Regions from separate parts of the Mus musculus genome. Here region 1 is linked to region 2. A link is a contact called in public Hi-C data. All regions are on one chromosome and are shown on one strand. The core of a region is the stretch at or near the end of the contact, and the rest is flanking DNA. Distances in the headings are between cores, read along the strand shown.

The links. A called contact is a pair of places that touch in the nucleus more often than the background predicts.
Region 1: a contact with region 2 is called in a Hi-C map of myocytes, with 4 times the contacts expected there. The contact joins two enhancer-like sites. A contact is called at or near these places in 8 of 484 Hi-C or Micro-C datasets (the N1E-115 cell line, adipose-derived mesenchymal stem cells, muscle stem cells and 5 more).

The regions. Positions count from the first base shown.
Region 1 is chr9:101,498,180-101,503,998 of GRCm38.p6, reverse strand. No RefSeq gene overlaps it. Among named protein-coding and RNA genes, the nearest start is that of Gm24638, 110 kb to the right of the region's middle. Within about 2 kb of position 2,153, at least 19 of the 459 cell types and tissues checked have an H3K27ac peak or open chromatin away from gene starts, as enhancers often do. A contact at or near this core is called in muscle stem cells and myocytes, where this site is marked.
Region 2 is chr9:101,177,129-101,183,533 of GRCm38.p6, reverse strand. Ppp2r3a (protein phosphatase 2, regulatory subunit B'', alpha) reads left to right here. Exons shown (of 14, transcript NM_001161362.3): 5 at 3,097-3,199. Among named protein-coding and RNA genes, the nearest start is that of Gm24338, 43 kb to the left of the region's middle. Within about 2 kb of position 1,388, at least 48 of the 459 cell types and tissues checked have an H3K27ac peak or open chromatin away from gene starts, as enhancers often do. A contact at or near this core is called in muscle stem cells and myocytes, where this site is marked.

The DNA of each region.
Region 1 (5,819 bases), core at 904-3,403, 320 kb before region 2:
AGTATCTGGACTGAGCAAAATGCTTCCCAAACACTGGGGTAACTTCCTGCTTTCTCAAGGCAGAATACGATAACAGTCCCTACTCGCTTTTGCTGTGTTGTTGTTAGTAGCATGCATGTGTGGATTAAAGGATGAAAAAGAATTGATGGTTGTCTCCTGGGCCTGGACTAGTACACATGAGCTGGTCCCGGACAGTTGGTTCAATCGTTGGTCACCAGTCAAGCCATCCACACCTGGACATGGAAATCTGATTAACTGCTCCCTCATGGTGCTCCCAGACTCAGCCTTGAGGTTTGGCAGGCCCCCACTAAATCATGGTTGACTGGGAGATTAACTCCTTCCTGTCTGCCTGCCTATCACCCACCATGTGTCTTACACAGCTCCATACGCACCCAGGATTCCGGAAGAAGACGCCAGCCACATGGTTAAAGCATCTGGAGCCATGTTTGAGACGGTCAACCCAATTGTAGGATGCTAAAACGCTAATGGTTTATGGTAATGGAGCTAGCCAGGTCATCACCTCCAGTGTAGAGCTAGAGACTGAGAGGGAAGGAAGAGGTTAATATTGTTCTTAAGATCTCTCAGAAGCCTAGGATTTTAAGCTACTGCAGAAGTCTGAAGCAGAAGTCTCTTCGACAGCTGTCAGGGGCCTCTGCTACCTGTAAAGCACAGCATTTTAGCCCCACATCCTCAGCCTTATTTATTTGATTATTTTCTGGCTTTGTGTGTGCAGGTAAAACTCTTTCATACTCAAGGCACTTCACTGAGGCAGACACAGTCAGTGGTCTAGGTGAGAAGTCGAACTATGCTACACTTGGCACCTGACATTTTCTGCCATCCTTTCCTCTCCTTCGAAATTCTGGTCAGACCCCAGATTAGCACTTGCTGTGGAGTGAGTGTCAAGAACCTAGAACATCTTGTTGTCATGTGTACCAAGGCCCAGGGTCACACCCAGTATTCAGCCATCTCTCTCGCCCCAGATCCTACTGACAAAAGTGACAAGACATCCTTGGCTCCTTTGTCCTCATGGAAGCCTGGCTGGAATGAACAACACTCCTTATTCCTCTTCAATAGCTCTTTTCTAAGTTTTGTTAACGTCCAGATTATCCTTCACAACTTCTTTGAACACAGAGCCACCCCTCCCTCAAATACAGCTGACAACAAACTATTCTTGCAGTGTACACTCTAGTGAGAACTACTCTTCTGGTATTTCTAAATGAAAACATGTGGAAATTATTTTCTCTGTGATGCACAGAAAATAATATTAATGGCTATAATCACATCAGTGTTAATTAGATATCAAACAAAAACAGCCTTGTGGTTCTTTCAGTATTAGTTAAAATAGGGCTAAAACGGGTCATTAAAATTAATTTAAATGTAAATATTAGGTAATATTACTGATGCTACTTGGACGCAACAAAAAAAATCTCATTAAAAGGCAGGATTTTGCTAACTAAAACATGGGGAAAACTCTGTGGGTTACTCCATTTAGTTATCGTCACATCAAGCCTCAATTCTGTTGGAAAGAAAGGATGTATCCCTTATTAATTCACCTTGAGCAGGCCGAGCAGGGGAACTGTGGGGAAAGGAGCCTCCTGACACTGCTGAATGAGAGCCACAAACATGTGCCCACACCACGGAGATGTCAGGCTAGCCTTGTTTCAACAGCACCACGATTGGGAGTTCTGCCAAGAACGAAACAAACTATCCTGCAGCTGTTATCTCATTTGTATGAGTAATATGAAAAACGCTGCACAATTTAATATGCCATCTAATACTTTTATTCTTATCTCACTAGCAGGGCAGGTGGCGGCATACGTGTTTGAAAAGCCGGTACAGATTGGAAGAGGGGAGGGCCCCAAGAAACGATGCTAGCTGCTATTTGAGCCGAGTAAAATGAGATGAGCTCCGATATTATTTTATAAAAGCAATCTCACTTGTATCTTTGCCAGGGAGATCTTAATCACAGCCAGCAAGGAGACTGGATACCCTTTCCTGGTTATCTGGGTGCACAATGAGGCCATCGGCAGCACAGGGAACATGGTTATCTGTTATTTCACGTTGGGAGAAACCAGCAAGAACATTATCAGGGTGTTGGGAACCACACGTGTGCAGCATAGAGTGATAAAAAGAGGGAGGAGATGACTCATCACTAAGGATGTGGAGATAATGCCACTTGCAGGGGGAAGAGATGGATGGTGTTGTTGAAAATGGCTTCAGACTCTGGGAACCGACTGGAAGGCTCTATAGCAGCCCAACGGTTGGCTCAGGAGTAGAGAGAAATAAATAAGAGGATCTGGGAGCCTAGGAAGAGCCCGGCAGAGCAAATGATTGTCTCAACCCCTCTGACCTTAAGAGGAATGTGGTTAAATCAATCTTTCATGACTCTCTCCATCTGAAGATGAAGTACAGCAACCTTCAGATTACCAACAGACACAAATGATAGTTGTTATTTCCCCCGTTCTCAGTCTGTCTTATCGTCTATTTTATTTTCTTTCGTACAATCAAGATCTCACATAATCCTCTAACAAGCAAGACTCTTAAGACGTAAAACAAAAATGGAAGGCACAAATTCTTCAAGAGACTAGCAAAAGGCTAACTACCATCCCAGGGAACACTGACCCAAAAAGACCGCATCCATGACTCACAAGAAAATCACTGTCAGACTGAAGACCACAAACTCCACGGCAGCATTTCTGTAAGCCTCGAGTGCTGTTACTCAAGCTTTTGACTGTGGCTGGAAAATTTGCTTTGGTTTTCTTCAGTGAAGTCTGGAGTCAAAAATGAGATTGGTTTGGGATTGCTTAAGACAAAATCTTTTATACTGTAGTCCATACTGAGCTGGAAACCACAATGCAGTCCAAGGTGGAGTCAAACTCACCACAGTTCTTAGCTAGGGTTGCAGCTGTGAACACCACAGCTGGCTAAAGGGCCAATGAACACTCTTTCTTTTCTCTTTCCATTTCTTTTCTTTCTCCCTTCTCCTCAATACTCCCCCCCCCCCACACACACACACACTTTTTGTAACTTCTCTTATACTCCAATTAAATTATTGGTCATAAATATACTATCTATGACAATCCAACAAAGCATAAATGCATTAAATATTCAATCAATAGCTTCCTCCTGCTCTCTATCTCACCCCTGCTCTAATATAACCAATGTCAGTAGCCTGGGGTGTTTGTCTTCATTACTTCTTCTGAATATCAACAATATTCAATTCATTTCCTCTGTAATGTAGATGCTTTCAAGCCAGTAATATAAACCCAAGCCATTCTTTTTAAGTAGATTTATAATATCTTCCTATTCTCCACTATAAATGTAGTTACTCAGTCACCATGAAGTGATGGGCATGTGCAAGCCTAACTGGCCATCTGAGTGTTCCCACTCACTACTACAACTGCTACCTTGTGTTGTGTGCTTCATAGAGTTCAGCATCTTTATTACACTGATTATCAGGTTAAAGAATATGTGCATGTGTGCATGTGTGTGTGTGTGTGTCTATGTGTGTATGTATGTATGTATGTATGTATGTATGTATGTATGTATGTAAAATTTCTCCCCAATGTATAACTATTCACATTTTACAAACAGTAGACAAAGAAGCATCCACACACCCATATAAGCCTTGGAAATCTTTCTTGCTTTGTTTTGCCATTCCATTGATGGCATTGCATTTATTCAATTTGCATTTTTCTGATTCCAACAAGGCTATCCATCTTTTCAAATGTTTGCTTCTCATTTTTGCTTGCACAGGTGTGGCTTTTGTCTTTGTATTCTTTTTTAATGACTAAGAGCCCTTTTCTTTTTGCTCTTTACAAATATTGTGTGTGTGTGTGTGTGTGTGTGTGTGTGTGTGTGTGTGTGTGTGTGTGTGTGAGAGAGAGAGAGAGAGAGAGAGAGAGAGATGGGGTGGGCATGTATCCATGTGTGCATCTTTCAATATTTGACTTTTAACATTTTAACATACAACATTTAAAGTTTTTAAATAACTATTTCATTAAATATGTCAATGTTTTCCTCTTGAAGTTATAATGCTCTGTGGCTCGTTTTAGAAAGCCTTCCCCACCCCAAGGGTATATATCATATATATCATTCTAATACTGTATAAGTTTTCTTTCTTTGAGTCCTTGGGTCTTCCATGCAGCTCTGGGAGCCTCGAGTTCAAGATCAGCCTCCCAGATACTGGAGTTACAGACAGCACCACACACCCAGCCCTCTCACAGTCTCAATTTTACTTTACCAAACTCCACAAATTGGAAAAATTGATAGACCTCCCCAGGTCCTGCATCATAGTTGCTAATTATTATCACAAAAGTCATATCAGGAACAGCTAATTTTCATCATCCAGTGACCAGATGGGGTAAATAGATTTCCTGCAGGCTCAATGGCTTCTGCCTCATCTAATTACAACTTAAGGGTTCTTTGATCGGTACTTGAAGCTGAAAAAGTTCCTCCAAAAGTAATTTAATCACCCTGTGAATGAACTGAGTATATTTCATTATACAGATGGGTGAAATGTAAACTACTAATTGCATGTAGACTATATTTATAGGAGTTGGATTGTGATCATTAATTCCTTCTTATTTGCTCTTGGTAACTTTTCTAGGTGGTTAAAGGCTTCTTGAAACCCAGCCAGCCATCCAGCCAGCCATACATACGTACATACATCTACCCAGTGAATGAACGTATGTGTGACAGAGAAAGGCCCTGGGTGAGTCAGCCATAAAGCAGACGTCAGATACAGCGCCACGGCCTGAGCTCCTGACCAAGTGTTCTATTTTTAATGATTCTTATATATTCACCAATGATAGTATACGTTCTCTCCCCCTCCATCTTCCTCTCCCTCTCTCCCCGCTCTCTGTGTGCATGCGTGTACGTGTGTGTGTGTGTGTGTGTGTGTGTGTGTGCATCTTCAGAATATGAAAACTGGTCTCAGTAAGTCTCCAGAAGTAAGTTAAAGAAACTGAGTTCCCACGAAGCTTCTGACAGAGTAGGGCTGAGGCACCTCGCCAATGCCTGTGCTATCCACTGAGATGCCCCTTACGCCAACTTGGGTGGTGACGACACTTGTAATGATTAACCTTTCTTGTCAACTTGCCTGTATTTGCAGTCACTCAGACACACATCTCCTGGGGTGTCTGAGTGTGAAGCCAGAGGAATTAACTGGTGAAGGAAGATCCACCTTGGACACTAGTGGTGTTATCCCATAGGCTAGGGTCCTGGGCTGAACAGGAAGAGAAAAAGTAGTGCTAGCATTCACCTCTTTTTGCTTCCCATTTACAGATGCAAGGTGACCCGGTGCCTCTTGATCAGCACAGCTGGAGCCTCTCTCACTACCAGACCGCCTTGATGGACTGAACCCCCTAAACCTATGAGCCAAAATCAACCTCTCCTTCCTTAAGTTGCTTTTTGCCAACTACTTTGTCACAGCAATGGAAAAAAAAAAAAAGAACATATGTGATACTCCATGACCATGCTTCTCAAGGCTGGGCCATTCATTCTTTCGATACTGGGCCCCAACGGGTCTGGTTTCTCACTCAGTAACTGTCCAACATCCCTTGATCCCTCCATTTCACAATGATGCTGAAGACATTCTGTTTGGCATCTCCTCTGGCACCCCTCATATGCATACATATACCCCACTGTGTTCTGCAGATACTGAGGACTTGGTAATGGGCATATTCCACTGAGTGTCCTGCACAGACCATAGCTCCTTGCTGCTTTCTATCCAGGACAGTAAACACAGTGATTCACAACCAGAACTGGTGCCAATCCCCTTGGGATAGTATGGCCATTTGTAGACATGTTATTTGGTT
Region 2 (6,405 bases), core at 139-2,638:
GTCCCAGTGTATTTCTGGATTGGTTCTGAGTTGTTCAGATACCAAGGAATTGAAGAGCCTTAGGGGAATCTACACCAACTGGACAACACTACAGCGAGAGGAAAAGTAAGAGACTTCTTCAAAGCTAGTGGTGCACATCTTGAGTCCCAGCACTTGGGAGGCAGAGGCAGGCGAATTTCTGAGTTCCAGGCCATCCTGGTCTACAGAGTGAGTTCCAGGACAGCCGGGGCTATACAGAGAAACCCTGTCTCTAACCCCTCCCCCCCAAAAAACCAGAAGTAGCACAAAGAAAGGAAAGACAAAAAAAAAGTACTAATGAGCAGCATGCACTGACAGAGGAAAAAGCATTTGCCCTTGGGGTGGTTTTTTTCTTATTTAATAAAATTATTTTGAGAATTTTATACATGAGTACTATATTTATATCATTTCTACCCTGCCTCCCAACTTCTCCCTTGGTAGTCTCCAAATCTAGAACACGGAACAGGAAAAGATCCTAAGGCCTGAATAGTAGGAACCCCCATCACAGTCTACATAACACGTCCCAGGCCAGCCAGGGCTATAGACAGACTTTCATAAAAACAGACAAACATCACAGAGAACTCAGCTTCGTCTACTCCTTTCCCAGTAGCAAAATCAGAATTTGAACTGAGAATTTTGGGTTTAATTAGAATATAAAACCAGTAAAAACCAGTAGTAAGATTTAAGAATTTAAATTTATAGATGATTGGGCTTCTTCAACTCTCTTCCTTTCTTCTTTCAACTATCTATCCAGGTAGATGCCTGGCCCTGAGAAGTCCTCATCTGTAACATGAACTAGAATGTAAAGGGTTAAATAACCCACATGGCCCTTGTCAGAGGCCTCTTTAGTCAGTGAGCTCAGTATTGTTAGCCAAAAACTACCTAGCAGTCTAGGAAAAAGGCAAGATGTGAGTGTTGATTAAGAGCAAACTGTAAACAAACTGGAGATTAAAAATAAATAGGAAACAGTCTAGCAGAAGAGATATCATATCTAAACAGAATCTGTTGATATTATATTTTTAATATTCCAGGACAGCATGAGTAACGGAGGCTGACTATAGCAAAGCACAACTTGTGTCTAGTTAGATTTACATGTTTACTGGGAAAGTCGCAGCCAGCTTTTAATTGAGACTGTCTCTGAGAGGGTAGACAGAGCAGCACAGCAGTAATGGCCCCCGCAGTCACATCCATCCATTGAAATGAGCTGCCATCTCTGAGGGAAAGCAACTTCTGCAGAAGAGTAAAGGAACAGAAAGTCATGATGGGCAAGTCTGCAGAAACTGCTCACCAAGGGAGTTACAGGGCACCAGCAGCATTCCAATCCCTCGGTGGGAAAGTCCTACTGAATGAGTGTACACTGTCAGTTACTAAAATGGTGTGGGCGCCCTCTAGTGGGACCTCCTCTTAAATGCCATTTAAAAGTCAGATTCTGTAAGGCAGGCTCAAGGGTGAGTATTTAGGAACACTGAGTGAGTGAATGATGGTTTGAGTTACCATCCCTAGGAATGGGATTTGAGTTTTTGAAGTTTTTTGTGATTTTCACCCTTCATAGCAAGCAGTTTGAGTATTTTATATAAAATGTTTAAGCCAAGCATAAGGGTTCATGCCTGTAATCCCCGCACTTTGAAAGCTGATGTAAGAAGATTGCTATGAATTCCTGCATAGTGTGGGCTGCAATATAAGATACCATATTTTAAGACCAAAAAGTATTCAAGCACAAAGAATAACTAGAAGGTGATAATATAGAATTACAATATTTTGACATAGACACATGCATCCTGGCTTACTCTGTTAGTGAGAGCTGTATAGAATTTGAAGTTGAATAGTGAAGTCCTAAGCATAAGGAAATCATTTCCCTGCTGTCAGAGTGCCTTTGGGCTGGATTTAGAACAAGCACCTTAAATTCTCCCCTCCTCTTACGAGCTCTGCACTGGGTGTTGCCCAGACGCTGTAATGACTCTCTCACCAGGCATCTGTGCATGCGGCCCTCCTCACCACAACACTTCTTTCTTTCCTATTTTTCTCTGCTGGAAATCTCACGGGCCTGCTCTGTGCTTTCATGACAGCTGTACTCATTACTCAATACCGCAGTGGTTCCACAGTCGTATGATTCTGTTGGAAACCAAACACTGAACTGTACATTCCTTATAGGGAATAAAACTATCTCATTTTCTTTTATCCAAACCCATTCAAGGCCAGATAAAATACCTGACATACAGTTTGCATTCAATAATCAATTTGATTAATGAAGGAAAATCAGAAAATCTGGAGTTAATAATTAGATATAGATGATAAGAAAAAATTAAATGACCCCAAAGTTTCAAACCCAGAAAACAAAGTCTGAGTAGCACCCTTTTCCCTATTGTTATTGTTCTGGGTTTTGTTTTCAAGACACGGTTTCTGTCCTGGAACTAGCTGTCCTGGAACTAGTTCTGTAGTCCAGGCTGGCCTCAAACTCACCAAGATTGCCCTAGTTCTGCCTCCCAAGTGTTGGCATTAAAGTCATGTGCCACCTCTGCCTGGCTTAGCACCACCATTTTTACAAAAACTAACAAACATAAAAAACAAAGTCCAGGAAAAAGTAGTTGTTTTGCTTTTTCAGTGCTTTGACTTTTCTGTCAGGGTCTATGGAACTATGGTTGGAGGTGAGGAATTCTAGAAAGTCAGAACACGTGACAGAGGGCTTCGTCCCGAAGCTTGTTCTTTAAAAGTCAGAGTTTAAAGCCCCGTGAGGCTTAACTGAATGAGCCTTCTCCCTAATAACACATTTACCTTTATCAGTTAGTTTCACCCCATGGTCTCGGTCTCAAAAACATCCCAGAAGAAAAGTTCACCATCCTGTAATTGACACTCCTTTGACAAAAACCAGAAGCATGGAAGCCATGGTCAGGGGTAACAGTAGTAGGGGACTTGCACAAAGCTTACCCTTTAATTCCCAGCACTGAAAATGAAAAGACAAAGAACATTTGATTCTTAATCTAAATAGCACCCAAGTCAGCCTAAAATTACCAGCCTGTAAGTGTGTAGTCATTGTATGTTCTGAGCACCAGATCTTCCTAACCAGTGTTTCTTTTGTAGGTTGCTAAGTAACCGTCATGACGATGCTGCCAAGTTCATCTGGCTTCTGGCAAAGCCCAGCTGCAGCTATCTAGAACAAGAGGATTTTATCCCTTTACTTCAGGTGATATTTTTTTTTGTACCTTTTAAAAATGGAATTTATTTTTGGAGTATGAAAGGGGGTTTTTTGTTTGTTTCTTTGGCTGGTTGTTTCTGAAATTTTTTGTTTGTTAATAACGGCGTCTTACTGTATAGCCAGTGCTAACATCAAACTCTTAATCCCAAATGCTAGGATTAAGGTATATACCACCATATACCTTATGGTGATTTTTTTTCATTTTAAAGTATATCTATACTTGTAAAGTATAACTATAATTTTTCATTTTAAAGTGTAACTATGCAACTGAGCTACATACATCTAGAAGCCAGATTGTTAAGAATGGTTTTCAAATTGTTTTAGTAGTAAAAAAATCTTGTTAGATGGAATCTAAAACAAAACTCAGTATAAAATGGACAAAGCAGGGCTGTTTCCACTGTATCCAGCCTCCTCCCTAGCCAGTCGCGGTAAGCATGGAGCATCTCAGGAAACTGTAGAATTTAACATCAGCCATCGTTAAGAACCTAGCAGGAACTGATAGTATTTGGAAGAGATAAAATCAGTTTTCTTAATGGAGTGATCCTGGGTGTATCAACAGTTCTCCAGGGCAAACCTCATTGGAAGAGTTTGGAAGAGTTGGCCAACATAAAATGAACTAGGTTGCGAGGGGGGTAGGGGGACCAGGACGGGATGTTTTCTTGTTGTTTGTTTCTAAGAATGAGAAAAACAAAGTTGAGGATCAAAGTTGAGAAAGAATATAATCAAAATAATGTTGTATGGAAATCTTTAAAGAATCTGGTCAGAAACAAGAAAAGGCTATGAAATAATCAGAATAACTGTCACGAACTCTGTAGTCTGGGAGTTCGGTGAATCCTGACTCTTTGGTTTACGCACATATCTAAATGGCTCTCTGATTTCCCACTAAGATCTATTTGTAACAGAAGATTAGAATAGGAAAAAGAGCTGTGCATGATGGTGCTTGCTCGTGCCTGCCTGTAATCCTAGCACTGGAGACAGCAAGAGGATATAACCTACACTATTAAAATACCAAGAGCTGTCTCAAGAAACCAGTGGATGAATGATGAAATAAGAGAATGGAAACTTGAATCAATTATACTGAGGTTTGCAAGGACAGTTGCCACTAGCCCATAAAGGTAGGCAGGAGCACAGTAAAAAGAAAGCATGTGTAGGCGAGAAAAACAAGACACAAAGCCTGCGTATCAGAGCTTTCCAGCCTAGGAATCATTTAAGTTAAGGGCAGTAGGCCTTATTACTACCCCGGATTTCAGGGAGATTAGTGATTTATGCTATCTCCATAGCTCTCTATTTACTCATCCAGGGAACACAATTGTTTGGGACAATTTGCACTGATGGAACCAAATAAATGAAAACAACAGGACACTTCTCATTTTTTCTTTTCTGCTTCAGCAATGTTAAAACCTGTTGTTTTCAAATATGTTTTCTACATGTAGAAAAGATATGTCTCAGATCTTTATGAATAAATCTCAGAACTGTGTGTTTTGAGATGGAGCATTGGCCCAATGGTTAAAAGCAAAGTTGCTCTTGCAGAGAACTCAGATTCTATTACCAACATCCACATGGCAGCTTTACCATCCTCTTGTGGCCTCTGTGTTCACCAGGCATGTGGTGCACAGATAAACATGCAGGCAAAACACTTATATGCATAAAATAAATCCAAATTTTTTTAAAGAAGTTTTTATTTTCTGTCACTTACTTGAGTTTTTTATATTAGCCCTTATTTGCCAGTCTGGAAGAAAATATTAATTTTCCTAAGGTTCCCTCAGCATGGAGCTGTGCCCCAGATCTGAAACTGGGGGTCATTACTGAACTAACAGCAATCCATGGCCAGAAGATCTTTCAAATCCAGAGGTTTTTAGCTTTTTCTGTAAAATGATTCAGTCCCAAAATCTATCCTTTTAAGTGTGTGTTTGTGTGTGCAGATGTGCGTGTCTCCATGTCTGCATGTGTGTTGTATGTATACTCTGTATTCACTGAAGCTTGAGAAAGACATCCTGCCTCAAACACTCCCCACCTTACTTATTCCTTTCAGACAGGATCTCTCATTAAACCTGAGCTCAGCTACTAGCCAGCAAGCTCCACAGATCCTGCTATCTTTGTCACTAATAAGACTGGCAAAGATGTTTAACAAGGATGCAAATTTAAATAGGAGTGTGTTCAAGAGTTGAATTGGAAATACACTAACTATGATCAATAACCATGTATGTTTTTGTTTGTTTTATTTTGTTTCGTTCTGAGGCAAGATCTTGCTGTGTAGTCCTGGCTGTTCTGAAACTTACTGTGTAGACTGTGTTACTAAGGGTGTTACTGCTGTGAACAGACACCATGACCAAGGCAACCCTTATAAGGACAACATTTAATTGGGGCTGGCTTACAGGTTCAGAGGTGCAGTCCACTATCATCAAGGCAGGAGCATGACCACATGCAGGCAGGCCTGGTGCAAGAGGAGCAGAGAGTTCTACATCTTCATCTGAAGGCTGCTAGAAGACTGACTTCTAGGCAGCTAGGAAGAGGGTCTCAAAGTCTACTCCCATCGTGACGCACTTCCTCCAACAAGGCTGTATCTCCTAATAGTATCACTCCCTGGACCAAGCTGGCCTTGAACTCAGAGATCCTCCTGCCTCTGCCTCCCAAGTGCTTAGATTAAAGGTGTGCGCCACCATGCCTGGCTATAATGTATATTCTGGAAAGTTGCTAAGAATCAGTTTTAAATGTTTTCACCACACATGAAAGAATGAATATTATGACTGCCCTGGGTATTGAGAAAACATGATGGTTGAGTGCTCAGCTCTAAACAGGACATTTATACCACCCATCTGAGGCTCAGAAAATATCACGGAAAAAGGAGCAGAAAGAATATAAGAGCTGGAAGACTGGGAGAAAGACTGTGAAATGTTATCATTTCATGGCACAGCCATTGCAAATATGTTCTGAAGCACCTGCAGTTATTTGCACTGGGCATACACAAAACTGGGCCTATCACTAGCCATGGTTCAGGGAGGGGGATTGGGGCCCTAACCTTCTGTCCTAATTTGCCCCTCTGTTGCTATGACAAAACACTAGCCCAAAGCAACTTGGGAAGGAAAGTACTAAGAATCTCAAGTGTGGAGTTGCCTACATTTAAACAGAAGAAAAGTCACAGTCACAAAAGACCATTTTATAGTCATTTCTATGTCATTTGGGTAGTGGGCTTG